Regions from separate parts of the Mus musculus genome. Here all the other regions are linked to region 1. A link is a contact called in public Hi-C data. All regions are on one chromosome and are shown on one strand. The core of a region is the stretch at or near the end of the contact, and the rest is flanking DNA. Distances in the headings are between cores, read along the strand shown. Region 1 has its middle 41 kb from the start of Cc2d2a. Region 2 has its middle 69 kb from the start of Gm43699. Region 3 has its middle 59 kb from the start of C1qtnf7.

The links. A called contact is a pair of places that touch in the nucleus more often than the background predicts.
Region 2: a Hi-C map of the N1E-115 cell line shows a contact between it and region 1, with 8 times the contacts expected there. The contact joins two enhancer-like sites. A contact is called at or near these places in 2 of 15 datasets of contacts at CTCF or cohesin (hippocampal excitatory neurons and pro-B cells), 105 of 484 Hi-C or Micro-C datasets (the 63-12 cell line, the AML12 cell line, the AtT-20 cell line and 63 more) and 6 of 115 datasets of contacts at active chromatin or transcription factors (astrocytes, a beta-TC-6 cell line, bone marrow-derived dendritic cells and 2 more).
Region 3: a contact with region 1 is called in a Hi-C map of the N1E-115 cell line, with 3 times the contacts expected there. The contact joins two enhancer-like sites. A contact is called at or near these places in 2 of 39 promoter capture datasets (the C10 cell line and cranial neural crest), 9 of 484 Hi-C or Micro-C datasets (the CH12 cell line, LSK cells, the N1E-115 cell line and 5 more) and 2 of 115 datasets of contacts at active chromatin or transcription factors (VIP interneurons and fibro-adipogenic progenitors).

Annotation. Positions count from the first base shown.
Region 1 is chr5:43,620,114-43,623,211 of GRCm38.p6, forward strand. No RefSeq gene overlaps it. Among named protein-coding and RNA genes, the nearest start is that of Cc2d2a, 41 kb to the right of the region's middle. Within about 2 kb of position 1,553, at least 16 of the 459 cell types and tissues checked have an H3K27ac peak or open chromatin away from gene starts, as enhancers often do. A contact at or near this core is called in the N1E-115 cell line, where this site is marked.
Region 2 is chr5:43,421,552-43,424,649 of GRCm38.p6, forward strand. No RefSeq gene overlaps it. Among named protein-coding and RNA genes, the nearest start is that of Gm43699, 69 kb to the left of the region's middle. Within about 2 kb of position 1,695, at least 14 of the 459 cell types and tissues checked have an H3K27ac peak or open chromatin away from gene starts, as enhancers often do. A contact at or near this core is called in the N1E-115 cell line, where this site is marked.
Region 3 is chr5:43,454,659-43,457,756 of GRCm38.p6, forward strand. No RefSeq gene overlaps it. Among named protein-coding and RNA genes, the nearest start is that of C1qtnf7, 59 kb to the right of the region's middle. Within about 2 kb of position 1,668, at least 20 of the 459 cell types and tissues checked have an H3K27ac peak or open chromatin away from gene starts, as enhancers often do. A contact at or near this core is called in the N1E-115 cell line, where this site is marked.

The DNA of each region.
Region 1 (3,098 bases), core at 303-2,802:
TTATTGGTTATTGGCAATCAACTGTCTCCATACACAGTCAAAACTCCCTTTATTTCTGAATGATGCACAATATGTGTATCACTAGAGTTTCTTTTCTCTGAAATAAACTGACTTTCTATAACATTTGGCCAGCATTGACTGGGTACTTCATACCCTGTGACCTGGCATCTGTGATGGCTCAGCCCTACAGTCTGTCATAGTCTTGGCCTCCACTGATACTTTAAATGAAATAGTGTTACTCTCAACAAGCTTCCTTCTTCTCCCTGAAAGCTCTGATTTTTTTTAACCTCAGTTACCTAGGATATTCAACAATTCTCTTTAATACTGATTTTTAAAGAGCATTAGTGAGGCATCCTTTGAGATTGATCTCTTTATGGAATCACATGGCCAAGTAAACTCAGTTTGTTCCTTAGAGAACATAACACTGGCACTGAAAAGCCACCCTAGCTCATGAACTACCATTCTTGCAAGATTTCTGAGAGAGAGAGAGAGAGAGACAGAGAGAGAGAAAGAGAGAGAGAGAGAACAACTACCTAAGATACTAATAGCAACCATTTACTAAGTGCACCCTTTGTTAATGGCCTCATGAAGAGTATTTGTAATATGTACTTCTTTTATTTTAAAAAAATAAAAGAGCCATGTAGTGACATAATGTGTTCTAACTTCTATAGAGTACCACACCCAGTTCCCACATTAAAAGAGGAAAGCTGGTATGGACATGTTGGGGGCCTGGAGCTTGAGAGTGCATGAGGTCAGCATCTCTTGGGACCACATACTAAGGTCTCTGGCTTCTGATCACATGCTACTTGGGGACCAGGCATGACGTAGTGGAGCACAATCTAAAATATTTCTCTACAGAGACTTGAATGAAGAAGGAATTTCATTCAGTGGTGTGGGTAGGGTAAAATGTATCAGGTAACGACCTTGAGGTATCTGAACCTAAGGCAATGTCAGACACCTCAGAAGACTGAGCATTTGTAAAACTGAATATGTAGAAAAGGGGCGGTGCCACCAGAGGGATTGCCACAACTACATAGAAGCAAGAAGCAAGATACGTTCCAGCTATTCTTCTGCTCTATCTCGACGGTGCCCCATTCGTCAAACCAAACCACTCTAGGACACAAAGCATTCTGAGTGACATGGTGCCCAGAAATGAGCTTCCTCACAACTGTAGAACTAAGAGGAGCAGAAAATGGGCAGAGACCTCAGGAGAGTGGGAGAGGGCATAAGGCTCCCCTCTTAAATCACTTCCAACTCCAACGCTTCTAAAATGCCCTGCAAGGGGGTGGGGGGGCACAGTGAACCAAGAAGAGCAGCACACAGCCTTTCCACTGTTGCTCGAGGCTACCTAAGAGATGCAGTCAGCAGCCCTCAGGTCCCCAAAGCAACTCAGCTCTATTTACCAGGAATTTGCATGGACATATTTTGCTGTAGCCTTGTGGAGACAGAGGGTTTTGCCAATCTTCCTTCTGGAAGTCCTCTTTTAAGCACTCAGCAGCAGCGAGCAGTGGAGGGAGCATTCAGGGATTCTGAGTCCCCAAAACATTGCTTTTTGGCCCACATGAATTAGATGACCGTCCACATCCATCAGAGACAGGAAACCCAAGTAATGTGCCCACTGCCATGCCTTAGTGAATGCTGTTCTAACTGCTGCCTATAGGCTTGCATGCTCAGGTGCTGACACACCCATTGCTCTACCTCCCAGGGCCTCTGCTTTCCTGCATTTTCCAGGACATGCTACAAATATCTATAAGGGAACCACTCACACTTTTTTTTTAACCATAGTAAAACTTCAGGATCCTCTGTTTGACTGGGAGACATGTTTGTCGCCTCAGGACTGGCTCATTTGTGCCCAAAATACTCAGTGTGGCCAGACCACAGTGCTCTGAAAACAATGACAGGCAGCAATCTACCATCTGCCTTTTTCTGTGCAGAGAACAAAGACTGGCTCCGAAGGCCCCGTGCCAAGCAGAATCTAAAAGAGAGTCTCCATCACTATATCATTATGGCTGTAAAAGCACAAGCACTCTGAATTCTCTGCAAAACAGCCCCATCTATAGGGGCTGCATGCACTTGTATGTCCTTCTCAGATTTAACCCTGAGCTAAGGCGAGGGCAAATAGGAACACTCTCTCCCTGGACCGTATTTGCACCCCAGTGGCATTTGCAGATCAGCTCCAAAACACATCAAATGTGTTATACAAGTGAAGTGTCACAGGAAAGGAAAAAAAAATGTAGGAAAATTTCCACTGCCACTTCCATACTGTGGTTCCCAAGAGACACGTTCACATGTTTCTTTTCCTGCATCATAGTTTCTCACCCTTGGCACTGATGGCTTTGGAACAGATCATCCATGTTGGGAGGGGATACCTGCACATTTTAGGATGCCCTGCAACACCCCCTAGCATCTACCCATAGAGACAGAGGAACATCTTCTGGCTCATAACTATCAGCAGTGTCAAATGTCCATGGGTGATAAGAAACTGTCCCCAGTTGAGAACCAGTTCTCCACACTGTTGGAATGCTGACAGGTGTAGCAACAAATTAGTTAAACCACCAATTTGGCTCCCAGCAGGCCGTGCACACTTCACGACTAGCTTAATAGTTTGGCACTTTTAAAACTCCCTGCAGCTGATCTTCACAAAACCAAGGGCCTCTCCTCCCATTGATGGCTTACTAGGCCATCCTCTGCTACATATGCAACTAAAGACAGAGCTCTGGGGGTGGGGTACTGGTTAGTTCATATTGTTGTTCCTCCCATAGGGTTGCAGACCCCTTTAGCTCCTTGGGTACTTTCTCCTCTAGGTCCTTCATTAGGGGCCCTGTGTTCCATCTAATAGATGACTGTGAGCATCCTCTTCTGTATTTGCCAGGTCCCAGTGCAGGGGAATACCAGGGCCAGGAAGCTGGAGTAGGTGGGTTGGGGAGCAGGGTGGGGGAAGTGTATAGAGGATTTTCAGGATAGCATTTGAAATGTAAATGAAGAAAATAATAAAAATATTTTGACAATGTGGGTTATATCTAATTCTTTATTTCTCTACATTTTCTAGGGCAAAATAGAGTTCTATGATTTCCTGGGTGAGGATCTTTGTAGATAAT
Region 2 (3,098 bases), core at 445-2,944, 200 kb before region 1:
ATACACATAAACATGGGTATATGTGAATGAACATAAAATAAACCCCACTCATGGGACTTTGCCCTCATGATGTAACCACCTTCCCCAGCCTCATTTCCTACATCACATTGGTGATTAAATTTCATTGCATTGACTGGGGAAAGGGACTGTCTCAGTTAGGGTCTTACTGCTGTGAACAAACACCAGGACCAAGGCAACTCTTATAAGAACAACATTTAATTGGGCCTGGCTTACAGGTTCAGAGGTTCAAGGCAGGACCATGGCAGCATCCAGGCAGGCATGATGTAGGAGTTGCTGAGAATTCTACATCTTCATCTGAAGGGTGCTAGCAGAATACTGACTTCCAGGTATCTAGGACAGGGACATTAAAGCCCACACTGACACACCTGATCCAACAAGGCTACACTTCCTAATACTGCCACTCCCTGGAGCAAGCATATACAAACCATCACAGGGACAAATAATTCAAGCACAGATATAGCAAGATACAGGCCAGTTTTTCTACTAGACAACATAAGAATTATTAGTCTCTACAATAAAATTATAGCCTTGATCAGAAATAAAGATGAGAAATAGGGTCATTTGTGTTTTTACGCCCCCCCCCACCAAACAGAATTGTCCTTGTAGTGACTTTCAAAGCACTTTCTGACAGAAATAACCCTATAAAATGGTCATAGTGTGTATGTAGAATTTCTCATTATTTTTGAAGATTGCTCCAAACGTACTAGTAGCCTGGTTCTAAGACCACCACAAAGAGGATTTCACATCAGCATGAATCCTGAGGTGCTTTGTAAGTTTATATGACTGATGAGGTCAAAGCTAGTGACAAGCTTGTATATAGGAAGCATCTAGTAGGCACTGAACACTATCAGTCTCTTCTGCATACCTATCGTTAACCTTGCGTTGATGAACTCTACCATGTTACTGTGTTCCCTTCCTAAGAGGAGGAAATAGACATTTAAAAATGGTTAAGAAATGTGTCAAAATTACCAGCCTGATAACCCCTCACATCACTGGGGTTTCAGGTTTGTGCCCAGTCATGCCAAGATTCTTACAGGGGTGCTGGGGGTTTGAACTGGGGTCTTCATGCTTACACACACAGCAAATGCTCTTACCCTCAGAGCTTCAGATTAGCACCCATTTAAGAGAGACTCTGGAACCCACCTTGTCCCATCTTCTGTGTCTAAAAGCAGTAGCCTACCTGGGTTATCAGCCACCTAGATTGATACAAAATAGGAAATCTGTGAATAAATAAGCAAATACCAGGGTCCCACTACACAGACTTACCTGAGGTGCTGGCCCAGAGCTCCCTGGACATCTGAATCTAACACCTCCTAGACATTTGGAGACTACTGATCTTTCATTACTAAAGCTAAAAGACTCCCTAAAGTTCACACACGGACTCCCTAGGCAACACTCCTGGGATCTCAGAACTGGGAAATCTTTTACACACCCCTGGCTTGGCCATACACTCCTGAAGAGGGACATCTGAGATCTTTCCTACCAGAGTGAAAAGTCTTGTCGTGGTCAACTTGTCTGAAATCATCCTCCTAGTCATGTTATCAGCTTTTTAAAGCTTCACTGTTCAGACTTCAGGATCTGACAGATGTGTCCAAGAGCTCTGTGGCTTCTGAGGTAACAGTTTGTCCTCAACTGTCAAGTCATGGCTACATTTCATAATACCACCAGGGGGCAGCAATGTGCAAATAACTCCTCTCCAGGACCTGCTGTGTTGGTCTGACAGGAAGCTGTGTTTCAGCTTCCTTGTAAGTCTCAGAATTGAAATAATGTTAACAAGATCACCTCAGGTCTGCTCTGGGACCTGACAGAAATAACTCATTTCAAATGAAAGTGCCCTGCCGATGCACAGGTGCATCGGAATCACTGTTCTCAGGGTTTGGATTCCATGGTCGTTTCACCATATGCTGGGAGCTTCCGTGGGGCAAGGACAAACAGCAATCAGTGGGGACCAGGTGCACAGGGCTACCTAAAACCACTCACACTGTAAGTCTGAAGCTCTTCATTTATTCATATCCTTCCTACTTTTTTGGTCTGTCTACCCTCTTCCTTGAGAGCTGGAATTTGTATGGTTGGTTCGTCGATGTATCTCCAACAAATGAAAGCCCCGTAGATCAATAACTATCTGTCATACAAACGAGTATAGGCTTGGCAAGAAATGTCATGAGTGGAGATTGGCATCATCTCAACTAGACCACACTAAATTAGTTGTTTCAATAATTTTACTGTCTATAACTACCAGGGGATGGGAGTGATGTAAAACAAAACAAACAAACAAAAAAACCAAAAATCAAAAAACAAAACAAAACAAAAAGAAACCATCACTTGGGATCTTACTTGGAGCTCCCGTTTACAGAAGAGGAAGAAGCAGAAGCCCAAGGAGAGGAAAAACCCAGCTACAAAGACCTACATGGCAGAGCCAGGTGTGCAAGCCTGATTGCCGCCACTGTGATTTCCACGCATCCCATTGCCTTCCAACTTTCCCCTTTCCGCCAAATATCCCTTCCTAGATAAATAAACTGCATAAGTTAACCAGATCTACTCACTTGCTAATTAGCAGAGATAAAATTTGGCCACCCGTATTCAGAGTTGCCAAATTGCCCTATTGAGGAGTCTCTCTGGCCAGCCTTTCTACTCTCCCTTCCCTGCACCATCTCTGTACTAATCCCTCTGGGATATCTAGTCGCTCTTTACCACAGCCCTATGTCAACGCTGTTGTTATTTCTCTTTCACCAAAGAAAAATGTAGCCGTGACAGCAAATTTAACTGCAGGGCACTTAGCTGGCCTCAGTATGTTTCTGAGGGGCTTGGTGTTTGATAGTGTGTTTATTCCCGTGCCAGTTCCTGGGGACTTTCATGATCTCCTCTTAGAGATGTGGACCCTGAGGTAAGGAGAGGATAAGAGGCTTACCCACCATCAAATCACCGGGAAATAGGAAAGCCACTAGGTATGGATTCCAATCATTTGCTCACTTTGCACGGAGAAAACACAGGCCAAAGCTGGAGAGTCTCTGGAGCAAGGTCACAGGGAGTGTCCATGTTGACTCCATTTTACTACATTTATTTTAACAAGATCAAGC
Region 3 (3,098 bases), core at 418-2,917, 170 kb before region 1:
AAGTAGTTACCAATGAGAGTTGGGGTTGCGCATATGTCCACTTCTCCTCTCAGCACTGGAACCCCATCTGCTGTAGACTTGTACAGATCCTCCACATGCTGCCACAGGTCTGTGAGTTCTTATGTGTGTCAGTCCTGTGGTGTCTAGAAGGCTGTGTTTTCTTGGTGTGTTCCATTCACACTGGCTCTTACAATCTTTCCACTTCCTTTTCTGCAGAGTTCCCTGAACCTGGAGGGAAGGAATTTGATGGAAACATCCCATTTAAGACTCTGAATTCCAAAGTCTCTCACCCTCTGCACATTGTCCAGTTGTGGGTCTCTGCACGCTGACCTACTTCTCTGATGATGGCTGAGCAAGACACTCATATCTATGAGTAGAGCAGAATGCCATTAGGAGTCATTTTATTGCTATGTTCCTTCAGCAAAACAGCAGTGTTTTGTTTTCAGTAAGGTCCTATCTAGTGTCAGGTTCTTGGCCACCCAAGCAGTGTAGGTGTGAGGTCCATCTCATGGAGTAAGTCTTAAATCCAATCAGATAGTGGTTGACTACTCTGATGTGGGTTTTGAAACCTCAAAGCCCACTTCTGGTAACACACTCCCTCTAACAAGGCCACATTTCCGCCAAATTGGGAACAAAGTATTCAAAGATATGGGGGCTGTTTTCATTTAAACTATCACAGTCTCTTTCTGCAAAATTACAATATTTTATAATATCTACTGACTAAGGTCTGCCTTTGTCTGGTAAATTGTAAGATTAATAACAGGAATCTTGATCTAGGTTGTTTACTGATAAATTTCTACTGATCAGAAGAGTGTTTTGCTATGGTGAATGTGTGTATAGGCATGTGCACACACACATGTGCCTCTGTGTGTGTGTATGTGTGTGTTAACAAATTGTGAAAATATATTAACCAGTAAACAAACAAACAAACTGATGGGCACAACAAGTTAACTCTAATGTGGTACCCTATGTAGATCTTTTGAAACTCTCTTAGTCTTTTCCTATGTCTGTCATGTCAAGAGGTAATGGCTTTAGGTGTAGACATCAAAATGACACTTAAAACAGAAGAAAAGAAGAATACACAGTAAATTCTGCAGATCTCAACTTATCCTTGCATTGCTGGTAATGTGTCAAATTATTTTATTCTAGTTCTAAGGATGACTGGGAGATCAATCGTTTTATTCTTACAACCTATATGAAAAGTCATGGCAACTAGGCTGGGTTAGGGGCAAGATTGGTCAGGTAAGGAGCATTCATTCATTCATTAGGAAAAGACTTGAACCCCAGAGGAAGGACTGTGAAACAATAAAAAGGTATATAATATCTTTGGGAAGAAGTAAGGATTTTGAGTTTCCTACAAGATCTCCAGGGCCATTCTTTGCCTGTCATTCCAGTTTATTCTGGAGAAGGAGACGAGGAGCAGAAGTAGGCACACAGAAGACAGTCAAGACATAAAGCAGAACACCGTCTGATGTCATCGTCTGGCCTGGCTCACAGCAACAGCTGGAAAAGTAGCTTTTTCTCAACAACCCCTCCCAAAGCTGAATTCACTCCCAATAGACTTTAATTAGCAATAGAGAGAAAACCTTCTTCCCAGTCCTAGATAAAACTCTTTTCCCTACATCCCTAGCTCAGCAGTCTTGACAGAAGATAAGAAGCAGCTGGCAGAGTGTGGGAGACAAAACTGCATTTGGCCAGACAGCTGGGACTGTGTGTATTCTCACTGGGGGCACAAGAGACTCCAAAAAGTTACAATATGATTTGATTTTACGTTTCATGACCCTGAAGATATATATAAAAATAAGCCTGGACACTTGTATATATGAGAACCTAATGACAGGATTGCACAAATATTCCCATTAACACTATTAACAAGCATGTCAGTAAGACAGTGGTTTGTAAGCAGGGATCATTAAAAGTCGAATGTTTGAAAGAAAGGATTTTGAAATGTGCGCTGCTGAGAGAATGGATAGTTTTGGGGCATGAGGATATTGATTTGGACAGGACTCAGCTCAAACCTGGTACAGCTTGATTCATTCTCGCTGATTTTGGTTGTTTTTTTTTTGTTTTTGTTTTTGTTTTTGTTTTTGTTTTGTTTTCCTTTTTTTGATAGTGGTACCTACTGCTAGACCTTGGGAGAAGGAAGCAAAGAAAGCTTGGAAAGGAGAGAACAAAGTCTGCATCCTGGATTAAATGAATCTATTTGAAGACAAGTTACAAGGAAACTTGTGCGATGACAAGGATCAGCTCATTCGAGAGCCAGACTTTAAAAACACGGGTAGCCTACTGGCTCAGCTAATTTTCGAGCCTTCAGCAATCAAGGTGAGCCCTGGCAATGTTAGCAGTGGTCATTTGGGCATCTTTATCTCTGAAAACTTGGTTATGTATAATTTTTGATGTGACCCTAACTTTCCTCAACAATTATGGAAATAAGGACAGCATCCATAAGTGGGCGCTTGGCTTCACTGTCCTTCCATCTAGGACTCACTCTTTGTCCAAGGTGTGTTGGCATACAGGGTCTGTGTCACCTCACTGCACTTTCTAGCACGTGAAGTTCCTGCTGAGATTTCCAGTAAACCTAAACAATGGTCTACGCTTTCTCCACATCCACCCATCCATCCAGGAGAAGAATGAGCTCTTAACCTGCAGTGTTAAGTAGGTAAGGCTTGAAACAAGGCCTGATGGGAAAACTCATTTCCAAGCGCCCCTTTGTTTTCAAGTGAGAACAATGCCCACTCTGCAATTGCTCTGTGAATCTTACATCATGTGCACACTGTCCTGGGTACAGTGCTCCTAGATGTACCCGGTGCTTAACCAATGGCATTTGTACATGTTCTTACCTCTACTTAAATAAAGGCTATCCTTTATTTCTTCTAATTCTCTCTGTTTCTCTCTGTCTCTGTCTCTCTGTCTCTGTCACACACACACACACACACACACACACACACACACACACACACACACACACACACACACATACACCAACACTCCAGTATACATATGATATACATTAATGAAACATCATACATGCATTAACTGTTTTTGTCTTTTGAGTTGCTGCTAACTCTTACAATACAAAATACGGGAGGAGCTTGGAA